Regions from separate parts of the Triticum aestivum genome. Here region 2 is linked to region 1. A link is a contact called in public Hi-C data. All regions are on one chromosome and are shown on one strand. The core of a region is the stretch at or near the end of the contact, and the rest is flanking DNA. Distances in the headings are between cores, read along the strand shown. Region 1 has its middle 13 kb from the start of LOC123148386. Region 2 holds the start of LOC123148387 (F-box only protein 8-like).

What was found. Hi-C and Micro-C count contacts between places; a contact is called where the count stands out from the background.
Region 2: a contact with region 1 is called in a Hi-C map of leaf, with 4 times the contacts expected there. The contact joins the promoter of LOC123148387 here to the enhancer-like site in region 1. A contact is called at or near these places in 5 of 5 Hi-C or Micro-C datasets (leaf, root and an unstated tissue).

The regions. Positions count from the first base shown.
Region 1 is chr7A:577,551,427-577,555,810 of IWGSC CS RefSeq v2.1, reverse strand. No RefSeq gene overlaps it. Among protein-coding and RNA genes, the nearest start is that of LOC123148386, 13 kb to the right of the region's middle. Within about 2 kb of position 2,615, at least 3 of the 8 cell types and tissues checked have an H3K27ac peak or open chromatin away from gene starts, as enhancers often do. A contact at or near this core is called in leaf, where this site is marked.
Region 2 is chr7A:577,956,304-577,960,687 of IWGSC CS RefSeq v2.1, reverse strand. It overlaps LOC123148387 (F-box only protein 8-like), which reads left to right and starts at 2,416. Exons shown (of 1, transcript XM_044567782.1): 1 at 2,416-4,384. The coding sequence starts at 2,472. The coding sequence ends at 3,650.

The sequences.
Region 1 (4,384 bases), core at 1,366-3,865:
GCTGCAGTGATTGGCTGTTTTTGTGCTCTGACTTACAAGTATAAGAGGGCATATTTTTTTGGAAGGCATGTGACCCTGGTATTCTGTAGTTTATCCTTGGCACTTGGGTATCAGCTATTGGGAACATATTACTTATGATCAAGCCCAAGTTATCTGTAGTTTATTGTGGACTAGAACTTGATATCCATCTTGGTTATTGGGACACATGATAGCTATGCTACCCTCAATTACTAGTTATCCACTCTTGGGTGCTCCTTATGTGCTTCAGCACATGTGTGAGTTAATGCTTGCTTTCAGAAAAGGCCGGCCGTATTTACACTTCCAGGAGTCAAATACCAGATGGTTATCACATGTTACAACAGTTCTACATCATGTTGACAAAGAAATTCAGCAAAGCGCAATGCATTCAATTGTTGGAGCCACACCACTTGATACAAAAGGAAATGAATTGTTTACTGGAGGACCTCAGCCCATTATTCACTTTCACTTGCTATGGAAGATAATTCTTATGGTGCCTATACTCACCAACTTGTCTGGCTTCCTTGATGGCATTCAGTGCAACACAGAGAAATTATTGACTGCTTCCCTACATTATTCTACACCATTCCAATGGCTAATTGCAGGGCCATTCTCTAATTGCTTCAATGTCAGCCCGGGAAACTTCTATGTGCATTACCTCAGAACGCTAAAACTGCATTTAAGCGAGTGGGTGTCATGTTTGTCATTTTCTGCAGTGAGATGCCCTTTTAGTTATGGATCATATTTTACTATCACGAGAACTATGTCCACTAAATTTACAGTTGAAAAGAAACAACCATTGAACTGCTTTTGCCAATTCTTGTGTGGGCTAAGGTTGTGGGATCCTGGCATTTCCCCAATGACGAAAAATAGCCACCTGGTAGTGCAGTTCATGTGTGCAATGGGAATAGTCAATGGGTGTTTGGGAAGCTCAGCCACAATATATTGCTTATGCTGGACATGTCAGTCGTCTATGGGATGTTATGTTGACAAGTTCTGTGATCTGGGTTATGTATTTCCGAAGGAGCATAACAAGCTATGCACCGTGTGGACTTCTTTTACGGCGAACCTGCTGTCCCGGGCAACACGCGACAAGGACCATGGGCCACTGATACTTCTAACTACTGGAACACATCATCGACCAACCCTAGATGATGTGCTCTGGACATGGGACCCTGGTGGTTTCACTTTGCTGGGCTTGGGAATAGGTCAACATGGTCCTCCTGGAGGTATAATAGAAAATATTCAGAAATTTCACATTGAGTTGGGCATATTGAACACCACCAAGCACACTTATGGGAAGGATTGCAAATTCTTTCTCCAGCTTGGGATTAGCAGTACAATCATCTCCATGCACATACTACTACTACCACTACTACCATATGATCAAGATGGATTAGCTCTTCCGCTAGACGAGTGTGGCGACATTCCTAATTCAAAGATGTTCATCATCGGCTTGAGGGCCGGCCGAATTTCAAGGGAGGGAGAGTGTAACACCCCACCTATGGGCTGCCGTCAGGGCGTTTGTTACCCGGGCTTCGGTGGGCCGTGGACCATCGTTGTGTGGATTCGGTAGGAGTAGTGGTATAAGTATTGGGCTTGTAATCCTGAGGGAGTCATCGATCAGAAAAAGAAACAAGGCATTAGCCTTCTCCTTCTTTCAGTTCGCCTCCTTCATCATCTCATGCTTTGCTGATCCCCATCCCATACTCCGATTCCTCTGAATTCTCACCCATTTGCTATTGTATCCGAGTGGACCATCATGATCTCAACCCAATCATAGGTTGGGTCATGACACTTGAGGGAGGGATTGGGGATCAAAATCCACGAAGAAAACCTTCAGATCTGTAAGATTCGGGAAGGGATTTGAGAGGGGGAGAGAGAAAACCGCAGTCGGCGTCTCTCTGTTCGTATGTTCTTGGGGGATGTGTGTGGGCTGGCCCGCTGCGGGTACTAAGGCAGAGTATAGCGCCTAACATATCGGCGTTACACTGTCTAGTGTGGCGCCTTAGGCAGGGGTGCTACTTAACTAGGGTGGGGCTGGCCTGCCCTCAAGTGCCACGCTGACAAGCTGTGTAGCGTCTGTCATGTCCGACGCTATCTGAAAAGATTAGCTAGGTGAAATACTTTTACGGACGGTTCATTATGTGAATTTGTTTCTTCCTTAGGTTATTTTTGTCCGTTTTGCCCCGGCCTTTTCTTTCGCCTGCGTTTGCTTGCTGCTGCGGCTTTGCTCGTTCCGCTCACTCTTTTCCCGAGTACGGCTGCCTGCCTCTCTGCTGCGAGGAGTGTCCCTGTTCAGGCCTTCTCTTCTGGGACGGCGGGTGGTGTCGGTCTCAGCGCCATGCTTCTGCTTTGGCAGGGGCGCACACACAGCCACATCTGCGGTGTGGTGCGTGCGTACGCAGGCGCAGCCCTCACCGGGGCTTGACGCTGCTTTGACCGCTGCGCTGCGCGGATGCGACTCCGCTGCCTGCCCGCGGCGCTCGGTTTCCTGCGCGCGACGACGTGACCGGGTGGGGGTGCCATGTCCGTCCATGCGCGGGATGTGTCTCTCTGTACTACTTGGCGAGGTGCGACTGGGTGCGTAGGCGTGGCCGTGTCGGTCGGTGTGATTGCCTGTCCTGGAGTTGGTGGAGGGCGTGTTGACCCGACCGCATGCGGACGGGGGTGGCCCGTGCTCGGGCTGTCTTTTTGGCTGGGGAAGGACAGCGAGATCCGATGGGATGGCGACGCTTCACGGAGTTTCGTTTTCCGGGTCCGAGTTTGAGCAGGTTTTGAACGGCAGGGGGGAGCTACTACTGGCACCACGTTTCGATGGAGATTTCACGTTCTGTGCAGGTGTCTAGTCTAGCTATAGTTGTTGTTGCTATCACACGTTCTAACTCAACCCCGACGTGGCCGTGGCTGATTCAATTTCCTAAGAATGACCAATATTTGGCGGCAACGGCGTATAGTGCACAATTTCTTGGCCTCGTCGACTCAGATATACCTCTTTGCGTGTGTAAGAATTGGGCTTCTCTGAAATGCATTTTTTTTTTGCTTTGTTGGTCATTAACAATAGGATTTGGATGGCTGCCCGGCTTCGGCGCAAGGGCAGGCCAAACTGTAACCTTTGCCCGCTATGCAAACAAATGCCAGAATCAGCAGCTCACCTTCTCTTTCAATATTGTTACACAGCTAAAGTTTGGGGTATGATTAAAGCATGGCTTGGTTTACATGATGCCCATCCTACTGATTGGGGAGGTATGGTTTTCGTTAAGGAGTGGTGGCGCAACATTGCTTCCGGCGGGTCACAATTTTGAAGGGCGCTTCTTCCCCTTATGCATCTTATCTCTTGGGAAATCTGAACGAGCGAAATGCACGTGTGTTCCACAGCACCGCTATTTCGGTCGGGTTGCTTGTGACTCGCATCAAACCGAAAACTTGGTTGTGGTGCCTTGTCGGGGCGAGATGTTTGTGTAATATAATGCCGCGAGAGTAATGTCTGTAACCTGCCATTTGGCCAAGACTTTTAAACCTTCTTCTTATATGAAAATGGCAAGCCTTTTGCTTTTTTGAAAAAAGGAAGATTAGTACAGAAATCCACCGGCTTGTATAGAGGCCTTGCTGCCCCTGATCGGATCGGAGGAAGATGAAGAGCAAGAGAAAGCCATGGGCGATTAGAGGCTGGATAATTAATTTTTGCAGGTTCCTATGTATGGTTTGCTGAATCATTTCATTGCCTACAGAGTACTAGTAGTTCTTTTTGAGAGAGAATACATAGTTAGTAGTGTGTCCCTTACTTTGATTATTCAACCCTCAACGTACCTGCTATTTTTACCGAGTATGTCAAATTTGGGGCCTACTGATCTGGTGGCCGTGTGCAGGCGCACACCCTTCGCAGGTGCCTGGTGGTACGGGCGTTCACGCAAGTAGAGAGTCAACACCAAAGTTTGCCGGAGTAAAAACATGAGGTTAAAGCACCGGAGGCCCACAAACTTTTTTTTTAGGGGAGGCCCACAAACTTGGTTGGTCCCTGATGGTTCAGTTCACAAATTTGCAAAAGCAAGCTCCACTACCCGGGGCCAACGGGAGTCCTATTTACCGCGCACAGAGGGGTGGGTAGCGATCAATCGCGCAAGTGCCCGCGAGCTCGCACACTATTCGGCCGGCCCAGTATGGCTGGCTGGGTTTCTCTCCCACCGGTTTTGGGTAGATTCTTGAACCATTTTCCCCTTTTTTTTCATTCTTGTTTTTTCTCTTGTTTTTTTCTTTCTTTTATCTTTTTATCTTTATCAATTCCGCAAACTTCTTTTCAAACTCGTGGACTTTTTACCTAATCCGCAAACATTTTCTCAAACATGTGGTTTTTTCTTCTGAAAAT
Region 2 (4,384 bases), core at 1,167-3,666, 410 kb before region 1:
ACAGCGCAACAAAGTGCACGATAGCCTATAGTACATGATTGATAGCACCAAGAAATTGCACGCCAGGGAGTTCAGTATAATGCCGAGAAAAGTAGAGATGCAACATGACAACCAGTTTTTCTTCCCAGGAACTTTTTATGTTGACAATTTAATGATGGAGACCCAAAGTGGTCGGACCCTTCCCTGGACCCTGCGCAAGCGGGAGCTACATGCACCAGGTTGCCCTTTTTTTAATTTAATGATGGAGCAAACTACCTTTTGAAATTTGTAGGCCAAAAACTTGTTATCTCAATTCAAATAGTTTTCCATACCGCTTACAAAAATTATTTATTCTCATTAGTACATGTTTATTATATCCAAAAATACTATCCACCCAGTTGGTCATCACTTAGTTCACGGGGCTAAAGGAGATGAGGTTGCGTGTGTTGCTCCTAATCTCCTCAACCAAAAACGCTTCGTATCTAACAGGTTTGTTGTTGCTGTTGAATGCTTTGATGATGAGGTGATATTTCACACCGGCATCGGGCGCCTTTTCACCGCTCATCACCTTGATGAACTTGAGCCCATCGTGCGCCTGCTTGACGTGCTCCGCCACTGCCCACTTGCCGAGCTCTTGGACGTGCGGTTCATTGACGCCCCCAATTGGATACCAGGCTACTTGGGCGAATGTGGCAACGGGATAAGCCACTGCAACAGTGGCGGCAATGAGGAGAAGGAGACTGCAAGTCCTCATGGTGACAGATTTATGGTGGTACGACTTTGGGTTGATGGATGCGCTTATGTAGCTTGGGGATCAATCAAGTTTCTTGTTGTTGTGCTGGTTAGGTGAATGAGGTGCATGACATCTAAATATATATGGCCATTGCAAGGTAGATATTAATTGCATACATATCCACCACAAGCAATTCAGTAGTATCAATCAATTAGATGCATATCCAAATTGTTGTACTAAAGTACTTCCTAAAATGAAGTGTGGTCATTAAGAAATTCACATGATATCATTGATGGATTATTTTCTGCTGTTTCAAGGCTTGGATTCTATTGGTATATTCATAGACCAAGTTACTTTTCAAAATAAGACGACATCGACCTATTCCAACGGTGTACATTGGCCAATTGTGCACCGACCTAGAATCCACAAATGGCGTTGGTCGATGAAGACAACGCGATTGTTGGAAATATGACCTAAAGGTAATAATATTATATTATATTATTTTATATATTCATAATTACGAACTTATATTGTATGCTATAACTGCTATGATCTTGGAATATACGATTCAGTAGAAAACTCATATGCACGTGCGGAATGACAAGCGGTAAAATAAGATTCCTAGTGTATAATGTATCCATGGCAAAAAAAAAAAAAGGAATCACAAGGATAGTAATGTTAGGAGCTCGGGTACATCTGCACCAAGTGAAGTAATTCAAAAAGACAACCCGTTTAAAAAAAGCTAAAGAAAACTACACATGAAAGATGAGAGATTCTTCTAGGTGGTTGCAAAGTTTCACGCTCACATGACATCTGAGGAGCTTGGCACAAAGAAAACAATATAAAAGCTCAAAAAATGCCCAAAGCTGCAAAAAAATTGATCTCTGATTATGTTTGTTTTGTACTGAGCTCCTCGGATGCCGTCTCGGTGTGAAAATTTGCACGCACTTACAAGAGTCTTTCATCTTCGATGCGTAATTCTTTTTAGATTTTTTTGGATTTGTTTGATATTTTATTTCCTTTACCTTTCCAACGCGTTTGGCAATATTTGGGAAGGGGGATGGGAGTTTAGTGTAGGGAATTGTATTGAGATTAGATATGGTATGAGTCATTTTATTCTCAATCCTCGGTTTGGCCATGATAGGAATTATTTTTGAGAATTTGAGAATTTGAGGGTATTTGTATTCCTTTGTTTGGTTCATGAGAATTGACAAGGGACTAGACCAGGAAAGTGAACATAAAGTTATGACGAAGGGTTAAGATTGACTCACTAAAATAATTCCCTCTCAACTGCCAACCCCTTCCTCTCCCCTGTTAATAAAACGGTGAGAGTTAGAGTCTCAAGTCCTAGACCTATTCCTTTATAAATTCTCAATCCCCCTAACCAAACAAATGATTTAAAGTCTGGTACCCCTTTAATTTCCATTCCGTGACTTTAATTACCCTCAATCAGACACCCTTTTCATACCGGGGAGCATGAGCTTGGGGTCAGAGTTGGATTTCCGGAACATGAGTAACTTTTTTGTAGGAAAAAAACATGAGTAATTGAAAGGACGTTTCAGTTCACAGTTACCTCCATTAAAAAAAGTTCACAGCGATCTGCTTCTGGGCTAAGCCCAGCCCGTTTGAGAGCTGCTACCATTCCACAGCCCAGAGTTCCATTTCTTCTACGCTTATCTCCATTCCTATTCAGAAAAATCTCCATTCCGACTCTCTCTCCACCGAAACAGAAACACCAACCTCCCCTCGGCCGGCGACCATGGCGGAGGCCGCGGCCGCAGGAGCGACGCCTCTCCTCCGCAACCTCCCCGATGAGATCGTGCTCTGGGAGATCCTCGCCCGCCTTGACCCCAGATCGCTCATCCGCTGCCGCGCCGTCCGCCGCGCCTGGCGCCGCGCCACCTCCACCCGTCGCTTCCTCCTGGCCCACCACGCACGCCAGCCCGCATTCCCCATCGCCGCCGACAACAGGTACCGTAACTTCCTCGCCTTCGACCACCGGTCCGCCGCCACCGCCGACGCCCAGTTCCACACCGTCGCCCGGCTTGGCGGGTCCTTCAGTCTGGAGCTCTGCTGCGACGGCCTCCTCCTCGTCGCCAAGTCTGGCATGCTTGGCAATCGCGCCCGCCTCGCCGTCTGCAACCCGGTAACGCGTCAGCACGCCTCCCTCCCGCCCCTGCCGGACTTCAACATCCTGGGGATGTACCTACACGGACCTACCGACGAGTACCGGCTGTTACTGCAATGGAGGGGCGCAATGGACTGGGGGGACGACAGTGACTTTGACTCGCCTACAGGCAAAAATGGCTGCTATGTCTTTGCGCTGGGATCCGACCAGCCACCGAGGTACATCGGGTTGTCGGAGCCCAAATTCTCGTCGGCTTACTTCCACGGACCTGCCCGGGTGCGTGATAGCCTGCATTGGTGCCTGTTTTATCGCCCAGGCGAGACCCCACTGGAGGATTGTGAGGCTGGATGGGAACTGGTGGTATTTGACACCATAGCTGAGTCATTTCGGCAGATGCATGCTCCAGTTGATCCCACCAAGTCATGCATCCTTGAGATGGATGACATGCTTGGCATCTATTGCTGTAACAAGGCTGCGGAAGTTGTTGATATATGGGTGTTGCCGAACTACGACAGTGAGGTTTGGGACTTGAAGTACCGGGTTGCATTGCCGATCGCAGAAATCAGGGGAAAGCTTGAAGGCCATGATGGTGAGTGCTATTGGTATGTGACCGTTGCTTCGGGTGGTGGTGACGAGCTCTTGCTGGCCAGTTTTGGTCGTTCGCTGTTTTACATTGACACTCATGGCAAACTGGTTGCTAGCTTCCAAGACATCTTTCCCTCTAGGCATCGGCTCAAACAAACTCTTGTTCCGCATGATTTCTTCAGAACAGTAAAAGGTCAGGCTGTCGACGCTTCACCTTTCATCTGACGGATGTTGAGAGAGGCGGTGCTTCTTAACAGGCTAGTTTTCATATCCTCGTGAGTTGTAATGTCTATGTATTGGATCAAGTATGGGCCTGCTGATTTCTTCTTTTTGTGTCAATCAGAAGTGACTGTCATGTGGTTGCATGAAACCTATGCTTGTTTCACACTTTAGATACCATTTCGGGATGAAGTGACTACTGCTTGTGTTGATGCTAAATTTACCAAGCCGTTTTGTTCTGCTTTTGAAATATTGTCGAACTCATCCGCCTCATGTCTCTATTTTCTTGGGCTGAGGACATGCTTTATTCTATATTCATCTAGTGTTCTTCTCCATACTTGATATTAAGCATTCTTTATGCCTCACATCACTGTTTCTTGAACTGAAGAATTGATCGATTTACCTCTTGATCTAGTGGTCTTCTTAATAGTCAATTTTTTTGTGTGTTTGCTGTTTGTACCCTTTGTTGTAGCTGGCAATGAGAAGAGGCAGGTTTTACTCCTTGCCGACTTGAAGCTGCACCTGACTTCTAGAATACCTTGGAGCACAACTAATTTAATTAAATGCTTGCATGTTGCATCATAGTCAACTTCTCAATGAATTGTTCTGTTATAATTCAGTTTTCTTCATGCATCTATCTATCACATCTACCACCGTCAACTGTGGCTGTCTGTTGCTGGTTATAAGTTAACTAGTATATGAGCTCAGTTGATGTGATCCTCTCGTAAATTAAACTTGGC